Regions from separate parts of the Zea mays genome. Here region 1 is linked to region 2. The links are chromatin contacts, called in public Hi-C maps. All regions are on one chromosome and are shown on one strand. Each heading gives the region's core, a stretch centred on a gene start, on an enhancer-like site or on the middle of the called end of the contact. The rest is flanking DNA. Distances are from core to core; before and after follow the strand shown. Region 1 holds the start of LOC100276479. Region 2 has its middle 14 kb from the start of LOC103638587.

Region 1 (5,559 bases), core at 2,254-4,753, 630 kb before region 2:
TGGAGTTGGTCTTATCATCACCAGATAGAGTCTCCGTATTTTTTCCTGCAGAGGAGCTATCAGATGAGTTATCCCTGTCATCACCAGATCCAGTAACAGATGATGTTGTTGCACTTCCATGTTCCAATCCAGTTTCAATATGGACAGCCTCACTGATGCCATGCTCAGATGAATCTGAGGTAGTGGATGTTGCATCTCCTTGGTTTTCACTGGCATCATTTTGTGAATTATCAGTATGAACTGATGGTATGTTCCCTGTTTCGTCAGAAAGGCTGTTAGTACCACGGTCATCAGTTGCTTCGGTCTTGGCATCGTCAGGAAGGGTTTCAGAACCAGTTTGAGTATCAACTGCCTCCTTTTTCTCACCTTCTCCATCTGATCCATTCCAAGTTCCACTTGCACTGGTTGATTCGTCACCATGCGCTACTTCATCATGAGACATTCCACTTGCCTCCCTAGTGTTTTCCTCTTGTGCATGATTGTTTTGGGACAATTCATCTCCAGTTGAATTGACTTCACTTTTACTCTCAGCAGCAGAGTTGGATTCAGTATCATGCTTGCGTCCTTCTACAAGACTGGTGGTTTCATCTTCATTCTTATTATTATTAGCTTCTGTATTACTATCTCCACTGTTGACTTGTCCTTCCGCTTCTGAACTCTCAGTGTTTCTCTTGTCATCTTCATGCAGGTTAGTACTATCTTTATCGAACACAGTTTCTACAGTCTTCTCGTTATGATCAAAAGTATCAGAATGATGATCTACATCACCTTCCTCTGGTTTAGTTGTTACATCAGAATTGTCGACAACCATTTGGACGTTGCTATCACTGTAACTACCTGCCTTTTGTTTCCTCGCCTGGAATATGCTTCTATCATTATGGGTAAGCTGGTCCTCAGCATCATCCAAGTACTCGTTTTTCTTATCATAGGAATGCTTCACCTGATACAGGAGCCAAAAGACAACACCTGAAAGCAAGGTCGCTTGGAGTAGAGTTTTGATTCTTGATCCCCTGTTCCTTTGGTTCCGGCTATTTGAATGATGAAGCATGTTTACACCTGATTAAACAATGCATAATGAACGTGGGTTCGCCAGTTAAGTACCAGTCAGCACAGCACACAAATATACAAAATATAAGATAATCTGAGTAGATGTTCGTGAACATAGCACAATGGAAACAGTAGGTACAGTAATTGTATTCCGTAAAGTATGTCAATGTTACTTTCATGCTTTAGGGCTAGAGAAGCAGCAAAGTACACACAAATATTGGAGCAACTTTTTCGGTCCCATAGTTTCTGAGTGAACCTCCAGTGAAAGATGGACATTAGAAATCTAGGATCCACACCCTTCATTCCAGATTATAAGATGTTTAGCTTTTCTACATACATACTCCCTCAATCCCAAAATATTAGTCATTTTAATACTTGATTTTATGTCTATGTTCAAATGGATGATGATGAATCTAGACACATATGTAAGACAAATATATTCATTATTGCATGTATCAACTAAAAAGGTAAAACACATTTTATTTTGGGATGGAGGGGGCATCTTTTATAGTGCACTTAAATATACACTATATCTAAATACATAGTTAAAGCATTGTATATAGAAAAGCCAAAATGACTGGGTGTGTTTGGTTTGAATTTTGGCTTTGGCTTTTGCCCCCCTAAAAGCCAAAAACCAACCAAATGGCTGGATCCAGGAAGAAGCTTTTTCTAAAAGCCGACTTTCTCGGAGTGCAAATCTGAAAGTACCTCTGGACCCGCTTTTAGTGAATTTTCGGATGGAACTGTGAAAACATATATTGAAAAAATTTTAACGACTTTTAGTGGTTTCCAACAAACGTTTTTTAGTTTTTTAACATTTTACAGCCTACAACAGCTTTTTGCATAGCTCACAGCCCACAACAACTTTTTTCACAGCCACGGCCCAACCAAACAGACCCTTAGAATTGAGATTTGGAATGGAGGGAGTAAGATCTAAGAGAATAAATATGAGTTCAGAAGGAAAGACTCTGTCTTGGTGAACGGATGTCCAACTATACGTACAATCACTAAGCATTGCAAGGGAAAGCAAAAGATTCACATAGTTTATGCAATATTTTTTTTGACGGTGAATAGTTTATGCAATATTGTTTGCAAAACGAGAGAAATGTGGGAACATGAGACAGAGACAGTGATAACTGATAAGTTGAACATAAAAGGAAGCATTTCGAAGGCCAATAAGCCCATGTAACTGAAAACAGAATTCAATATCAATTTATGTGTTGCACTCATGGAGGAGTATTGAATGCATCTCTGCTTAGCCCCTTTCTTCAAGCAACAAGCACAATAAAGCATACATGGTAGCAATTTATGCTCTCAGCTACAGGAAGCAGTTTCCAGATCAGTATATGTTTTGCAGAATTCAGAAACAAGCTAGTTAACAGAATGTAAACTGAGTTATTGAGGCCCAAATGTAGACATCAGAAACATTCTTGTCAAACAACGGCATCTTATGTCAAAGCAAGCAGGTAGGACACAGACTAAGGGCTTGTTCGATTGCATGGAGATCAAAAAGGATCAAGGGGTATTAAATCTCTTTCCATTCATTTTTTTATTAGCAAGGGTTTTAATTCCCTCCAAATCCCCTTCAAACCACTGCTAACAGAAGAAATCACTCCTAACAGAAGAAGCTAGTAATATAGTACTAACTCCGTTCTCGAATATTTGTCGTCCATTTTTGAACTAAAACGCGACAAATAAAAAAATAGTGGAAATAGTAAAATATGAGCAGTTTCCAAAGGGGTCAAACTGTCAGCTGGTAGATTCCAGAAATAGGCAGCAAGCCGGACAGGATTTAGCAAGAATGATTGTAGAAATGTCACTTTCATCTTCATTGCTGGATTTGCAGCCTGGAACATTACAGGTCACAGCCACTGACCCACCCAAAGCCAAACGCAATGCTGCTTGAACCCCAGAAAAGGAACCTGCAATAATGGACTTACCGATCCACTTGTGCGGAACAAGCAAATTCAGCACAGAAACATCTCCAGACCGGCAGACCCTTGTCACATAGTGACAACTGCTGTCCACGAAAGTCCCCCTGGAGAACGAGCGAAGCAGAGTAGCAGACAGAGGAGGCAGATGTAACGCGGCGCGGAATCAGCTAAGCGAGCGGCGGGACACATTTGCGCGCTTGGCAGCGAGCGCGCAGGTAATCGCGCATGGATGCTACGCAGTACGCAAAATCGTCCGCGCGAGAGTCACACACTCGGTGGAGGCCCGATTCAGACCTACGAGATAAAGCGCCACGCGAGTAGTACGACGTTGGAGGGGGAGCGCAGCTCAGATGAGCGTCGAGGCGGCGGGCGGGCTAGGAAGGGACGAACCTGCTTGGTTCTGGCGGACGAGCAGCTGCAGGCGAAACGCCAATGGCGATGAGACGACAGCGAGGCCAGCGAAGAACGCGATGCGGTACGGGACTACGGGAGAGCGCGGCAGAGCGGCGGTGACTTCCGCGTGACCGTGGAGGACCGGCGTTGATGGATTAATGGGTTAGTTGGTGGTGGCGACGTGGTGGGTTGTGTCTGTGTGGTTAGATCTGGGACTTCAGCGTCGTGGGGAGGGGGCGCTGTGTTGGCGTTGGCCACGACTGGATCTGGCACTCGTGATGAGCTGCCGGCCTCGGCCGGGCGGCCGGACCGCTGCCTGCGGCGTGGTTGCGGTCGCGCCTTGGATTCGTCGCTCGTGACCCCCCCTCGTGCTCCTGCCGGCCCGCGTTCGCGACAGGCGTCGTACCTGCCGCTTAGCGCGTTGCACGGTGGATTCAATTATCGGTCTATTACTCTACTGTACGGTGGATTCAATTATCGGTCTATTACTCTACTGTACGGTGGATTCAATCATCGGTCTATTACTCTACTGTACGCTGCACGCCAACGCTTTGACAAGGATGGTACTGCGTGCGGCGTAATTATGTGCGTGTTAGTCACATCTTTCACGGGGTACTGACAAGAAAACAGGTTCACATCTATAGCATTTTTATCTTTCACAAATTAGAATATATTTGGTTGGACTATGACCATAAAAAAACTGTCATATATTGTGAGATACGAAAAAAATTGTTGTAAAATGTGAGCCGTAAAAAACAACAAATCGTTTAGTGGAAGCCATTAAAAATTCTTACATATATTTACAAGATTCTTTTGTCCGAAAGTTACTAAAATATGGTCTAGATGTGCTTTTAATTCTGCACTGCTCGAAAGTCGGCTTTTTGAAAAAAGTTGTTGGCTCAATTAGGTCTTTGATTTAGCTTTTGATTTTTGGGAGGCAAAAGTTATAGCTAGAAGCCAAACCAAACACACTCTTAGTTTCACTAGAATCATTAATGACTCATTTGGTTGCTGAGGATTGGGTGTGATCGAAGGACATATAATCCTTTTCTAAAGCCATAAAACCGAACAAGCCCTAATATTTTTTTAGATTTACTATTTTTTAACACTATCGTGACTTACATAGCAATTCACTATAATTTCTTCTTCTCTACACGTACCCCAACCTTAAGCTACTCATATGCCCACCCACTATAACCACTCCAACGCTGATCATGAGCATACGCCACACGCAGCTCCTCGCTGCCATGCACACCTCTTTTGACCTGCTCCGTCCTCCACTGCTTTGGCTCACAATTACAAGGATCTAGATGGCTATATGTGTTAATAACCTATAAAAATTCTATCTATAAAGTATATTTTAGTAGAGCAAAGTGGTTAATATAAAAATCATCCAAATAGCAACTACAAGCATCAGCTCTAGTGTTAATAGCTCTTAAAAACTCTCATGCTTAATCTCTACTACTCTTAAGCAAATAGTGTAGGCGTCCACACCCACGGTTCTGCCTCCCACTCCCACCCGCGACATCCTCCGCTCATCCCCACGTCCGCGGTCGCCCCCACAATCAACGGGATTGCCCCCGCGATCCCCTTCACCTCCCAGATCTCGTGCTCTCCATTCACCTCCCAGATCCTGTGCTACATCCAAGGAAGTGGTGATGGTCCGCGGCCACCCCCGCCCTCCCATTCCCCGGGATTGTTGGTCGTCGAATTCTAGGGGCCACGACATGCCCAACCTAAAGAAGCAATACGGGAGGTTCGTCTCCACCACGCCCTGCCCCAGGTGCTTCGACCTCCTTGCCATGGGGGAGCACAACGGACACGGTGGAGGGCACCCCAGTCTGCGCCCCGCGGCCGGACCACGGAGGAAGGCAGCCAACGACACAGTGGTGAGCTGCGACTTCGCTGTGCTCTCTGCCCCAAATCCCGCGCCGCCGCTCTATGCGCCTCCGCTCTGCTCCCTGCCCCTAATCCCACGCCTCCGCTCTGCTCGCTGTGCTCCCGCGCCTCGGCTGCCCTAATCACGCGCGCCTTGGATCCACAAGTCTCGCTCCAAAATCACGCGCGCCTTCCATAATCACGGATCCACATCTCTCGCTCCACGCCTTCCATAATCCGTGATGCTCCTCAAGTTTTCCAAAATCCCTAACCCTAAATTTCTTCTCTATCTATGTAGTCCCGGTCT
Region 2 (5,764 bases), core at 1,102-3,601:
GAGCACACCTTGCACCTCTGCGCCTGTTCTCAGACATCTATAGAAACCACACACATATCAGATCTGACTCTGTAGTCTTTCAGCATAAGAAAAGATATACGGAGATCTTCATAGCATTGAACAATTGATCATCTTCACTGACAACTTCTCAGATAAATAGGAAAATGGAAATAAATGGATTACCAACTAAATAACTGACTTTATTAATAACTACACCAAGTTGCAGGGGATACCCACACCTTGATGACAATGATTACAAAGATCCAACTTCATTACATGTCCATCATATCAAGCATTCCAACCGACTAGTTTTCCTAGTTAATCAGCCAAGGGCGTCCCACTAAACCCTTGTGGTAGCACTGTTTTCCTGGGTGGTCGCTCCATGTTCCCATTAACATAATGATCTTAACATGAACAGTAATAATAAACAGATAATAAAAGTGTAATCATTAATAGTGTCTCTCCATACCCAAAACCACAATAAGAAATAGTAAGTACTACCCAAAAATATTCAGTGGCAACAAGGTATAAAGATAGCCAAAACTCGGGTAACCTATTGGATCCCATCAAAATTAACCTATGCAGATCATTATGAATAATAAGAACATGGCTGGGTAAAAATAAGTGACCAAAGGCACAACTTGCCTTCAATGAGCTCCTGCTCAGCAACTTCTATCTGCTGAACCTCAGGATCCACAGTAGCTTGCTCGTCTACTCGCAACAATACAACACATACATAGTATAGCAAACATTAACATCACACCAAACATGTAAATAAAATATACAATAAAAATCTACATATTAAAATAAGAACCTAGGAACAAGAATCATTAATTTTGGAGTTATAGATTTTAGGATATGAATTTCCAAAGGTTTTATGTATTTAATACAAGGTTAAGCGAGAGATAAGTTTTAATGTGTCTTTCATTTCAAAACAGTGGCACTAATGGATAAACAACAATATTATAAAATTATAGAAATTGGAATGGATCAATTTGGACTAAAAATGAATTTTCTATGAATTTTACAAGTTCTAGCAATTGTTTTTGTATTAAAAATGCATTTACTAATTCATTTATTCATTTTAAATAAGTTCTGGACTGGGCGCATAAAAACCAGAGAGGTCAGGGGCTATCCCACAAAAATTCCTAGACTCAGTAAACACCACTCAGGACGGCGGGTTGATGTATAAATGATTCAGGGTCTCTTATAAAAGAATACGCTCGCGAAGGGGTATGGCTAGATACTGGTCGTTCAATCTAAATCAAGCGTCCGGATTAAACCAGCCCACACGTGACCCGGTCAACGACGCCAACCCTAGGATCCGAGGTCAATGCCCGAGATTTGGCCACGTCGACACACACAGCCCGCCATCGGATGAGTAGCCCACGGCTTGGATTTAAAGTGCGATGGAGGTATTTCCCCGGCTACATCTCGATCATCCATGTGAAGATCAACGACAGCGCGTGGCTCGCCACCTCAACTCCGACGCGCGGTAGCTCACGCCCGATCCCGCGACGGAGGCCATCGCCGGCGACCTCCACACGATGAGCCATCTGGCGGTTCGTCGCTCCATAAACGAATCTGAGACTATATACTCAATCCCAATGAGTGAACGAATGCAAGGGCAGTGCTAATACCTTGATTCGAAGTGCCGAACGCCCTAGCCACGGCAGCGAGCGCGGTCACGGCGGTGCTCTGACGCCATCGACAAATTCGCTCGACACCAGCCACCAATCCCCCGCAGCGAGCTCGGAAACACCAACAGAGGACTGACCGAAGCACCCAGGGTTGAATAATGGCTGCGGTCGTGGGGGAATTTCTGATACGCGGGGCCGGCGGCAATGGCAGCTTGAAGATTTGCACGGCTGGTGACTTCTCAGGGCGACGACCGCACGGTTTCTTCGGTTGGCAAATGGGGAGGCGAGCACAATGGCTTGGTCAATTTATGGGCACGAGGGCGAAGTTTACCAGAACGTGGTCGCGACTGGAGTGCGGAGTCCCCGGCTTCCGTTGCGCCATGAACGCAAGTCAAAATCTGGGCGCGAGGCGACCTAATCCTTCTAGGTTTTGTAGGGCGTGGGGTCCGTGGAATTGGGCCGTTATGGGTCTCGCCCGGGTGGCGCGATTGTTGCGCCCAGTTGGAGGAATCGCAGGTGGTCATCGCGCGATTCACGACGCCATTCTGTTGAGTCCCAGCGGAGAGGACGGTCCTGACAACATTGGCCCATGCGGTAGCGGACGCGCGGCAGATGCGGTATGCGGAAGCGGGGCTGGCAGATGGGCCCGAGAACCAGTGGGCGGAGAGACGCGAGCACGAGGAAGGATGGCTGGCCAATGGGGCCCGGGTGTCAGTAGGCGGTGCGCGCGAAGCATCCGTAGTTGGGCTGCGCGAGAGCGGAAAGGAGCCGTGGGCTAGAAAGGAGGCAGTCGGCCCATGTACCTCTTTTCTTTTTTTTCATTTTATCTTTTATCTTATTTTCTCTATTTCTAAGTTCAATTTGAATTCGAATCTTGTATTCAAACTTGTGCCAAATTTATTCTCAAATCATATTGTGAAATTAAAATACCAATTTTGGAAATATAATTATATTATTTGTATTTTTATATCATTTCTCTTCTTCTTATTTTCAAAACCCTAATTTTAATTTAGGGTTTAATCAAACTTCTAGTAATTATTATCTTATTATTATTATCCTTATTATTTTATTTAATGCACAAACATATAAAACTCCAACAATGTGCGCTTTCTTTTATTTTAGTATTATTTGTTTTAATTAATCACTCTTAATTATATGTATGCTCTTTTTATGATGCAAATATGGCACACAAAATAAGGAGATCCAATATAGTATCACTTTATACATTTTGGGTATTACAAGGTGTATGGGGTCTGATCAACCTCGTGGCAAATGGGTAACACAACTTGTGGGTAAAGATGTGCAACCTCTGCAGAGTGTAAAACTGGTATATCAGCCGTGCTCACGATCATGAGCAGCTCGGACCCTCACATGACTAATTTATGGAACTAAATTCAATTTGTCATATGCATTGCATTGAGGGTGTTGTTATCACTTTTGTTCTACTACTTAATTGGGTTGGTATTTACTTATACTTAGTAATTGCTAATAAAAATTTTACCAACTTTAAAAGCAATGCTCAGCTTCAACCATCCTCTTTGGTAAGCCTTACACTTCATGTGAGCTCCCACCTTTGGCGAGTTCATGAATATTATTCCCCACAACTTGTTGAGCGATGAACGTATGTGAGCTCACTCTTGCTGTCTCACACCCCTCCCCCCACACAGGTCAAAAACAGGTACCGCAGGATGAGGCGCATGGAGGATGTTGTGACAAGTTCGTGAGAGATCTAGGCCGTCGTCTCCCAGTCAACTTTGGGGTTGCTGGATTGTTGTCTCCATATGATGTAATTATTTATTTATTTTGTACAGAACTCCTATTATCTAGTAAAGATGTGACATTCGTTTCTGTACCATGAGTCATCATATGTGTGAGACTTGGTCCCAGCACACTTGGTGATTATTTCGCGCCCGGGTTTTGGACCCCTAAAACCCGGGTGTGACATCCACCCTGGCCTCGTATACAGGCTCGCATATGAAGAAATCCTACATACAAAGATGATGTATCCATACATTATTTTAAGAATGTGCAATGAATGTGATGTATTAAACAATATAGTGTGAGGAAGACTTAACAAAAACTCTTGCTTCGCCCGCTCCGCCTTGTTGTTGAATTCCCTGTCGTCCCGATCTACTGCATCGGGGGCGATGACGTAGTGATCAAAGGAATAAGCCGGGCCCATCACTCTGACGTACTCAACAAGACCATGGAAGTGTTCCTTGCACAGAAGGCCGAGAATGCCATTGTGGTTGTGTTTGTGACCCCGTGCATTCTCAACAACCTTCCAAGACCAGTCCAATTTATTAAGAAAAAGTATTAGTTTCTATTACGAATTTGAACATATAATATGAAGAAGCAGCGACAACATCTAAAGTTACATACCTTTCCCCATTGTGTCGAACCAGCAGGCGCCTACCACGAAGTATCGGTCGCTAAGGGAACTCGCGGGACCTCGCAAGTAGACTCACTCTGAACCTGAGGTGCCAGAACTAGAGGTGTCCTGCTGCGCCTCATCATCGTCCAGCTGAGCATTGTTGTCGTCGTCTTGCTATGTTGTATCGACGTCCTACTGTTGAGCCTCGACAGCGGCCTGCTGCACCACGTCGTCCTCCTATTGGTGCACGTCATCGTCCTGCTACGCCTCCTCCTCCATCGTACGGGTGGTCCCCCTCCCCCTCTCCCTCCTTGTCCTCGCCCTCATCCCATCGCCCACCATATTTGTCCAATCACCTGCAATTAATAGTAAGCAAATAAGCATATATAAAAAATAAGTATTTAGAAACAGATGCAAAATAAATAAAATATAACATTACATTGATTAAAAATAATCTTCATAGTCAGGATTAGTCGGACCATAAGTCACATCATCACTATCAACCATTTCATAATCAACACCATCTGAAGGCGCAAGTTCATCATTGTCATTGCCTAAATGTAATCCTTCAAGCATTTTAAGTCATTCTCATTTTGCACCTCTTCCTCATCCTCGTCAACAACCATTTCATCCTCCTCGTCTACTTCCATTATGATCACTTCAGTTAAGTCTATCTCAAATCGCCCTTCTAGACCATCTTCTTGAAAGAACTCTCTATCATATATGTTTGGGTCTAAGTTATAATCTTCATCGTTTGGAACAGGTAACTTACTGTGCGGTGATACCTTGTACACAACATCCCAACCCTTAAAATGCTCTTTTGTTTAGCACACATATGAGAGATAAAACACTTGTGTGCCCTGTTGGGCCACGATATAGACATCGTCTCCTGGTAAGATGGTATCTTGTCGAATTTCTACTAGCCCAATATTAGAATGTGTCTGCCTCATCACTTTAGGGTCAAATCAATGACATTTGAATATCACTGAAACCATGAAAATTGAGTTCATATATTTTTTTTAATTCTTCCATAATACTCGACCTCGTCCTGCTCTAGCGTAAAAACTCCAGAACACGTGGTTTTTCGATAGGGCCGACTTCGGTCGTAGCTTGTTGTGCGAAAACGGTATCCATTAACATCATACCTAGAAAATGTCCTGACCCTATATGCAAAGCCATTGGCTACTTGTCTCAGCTCGGCACTCATAGACAGATCCCTTTGGCCCTATTTGAACCAGGAAATGAAACCGGGCAATCCATTTCCCACACTCTTTTTAAGAAGGGTATCATATTCATGTGAAGTTGTATCCCTTGATCAACACCAGAATTCATCAAGAAATTTCTTCGTGTATGGCATGATATGTCACCTCGTCAAGGTTGGTCAACAGATATAGCATGATATGGTGCCACTCTTCATGTCTCAAGGTCTTGGTGGTTGAACCACTTGCTCTTCTGAATTACCCTTGAAAAATGTTGAGGTTTGTTTCATTTTCGAAATCATTCTAACGAGGGGTGGATTATGCACGCTTGGGAGTTTGTCACCATAGTAAGTTGTTGTGAAGTTTGACACCTCCTCTAGTATGTATGTCTATGCAATGGATGTCTCGATTTTGCATTTATTTCTACATTTCTTTCTAATAGTCTTTAGTATTTAGGCATCTCTTGACGCATAGGCCCCCATTCGTGCCTCATATGGAAGATGCAGAATCAAATGCTACATCAGATTGTGCCATTCTTACGATCTCTTGAC

What was found. A called contact is a pair of places that touch in the nucleus more often than the background predicts.
Region 1: a Hi-C map of tassel shows a contact between it and region 2, with 5 times the contacts expected there. The contact joins the promoter of LOC100276479 here to the enhancer-like site in region 2. A contact is called at or near these places in 2 of 25 Hi-C or Micro-C datasets (ear and tassel).

The regions. Positions count from the first base shown.
Region 1 is chr9:80,423,495-80,429,053 of Zm-B73-REFERENCE-NAM-5.0, reverse strand. It overlaps LOC100276479, which reads right to left and starts at 3,503. Exons shown (of 3, transcript NM_001150257.1): 1 at 3,372-3,503; 2 at 15-1,056. The coding sequence starts at 1,048.
Region 2 is chr9:79,788,023-79,793,786 of Zm-B73-REFERENCE-NAM-5.0, reverse strand. No RefSeq gene overlaps it. Among protein-coding and RNA genes, the nearest start is that of LOC103638587, 14 kb to the right of the region's middle. Within about 2 kb of position 2,351, at least 16 of the 20 cell types and tissues checked have an H3K27ac peak or open chromatin away from gene starts, as enhancers often do. A contact at or near this core is called in ear and tassel, where this site is marked.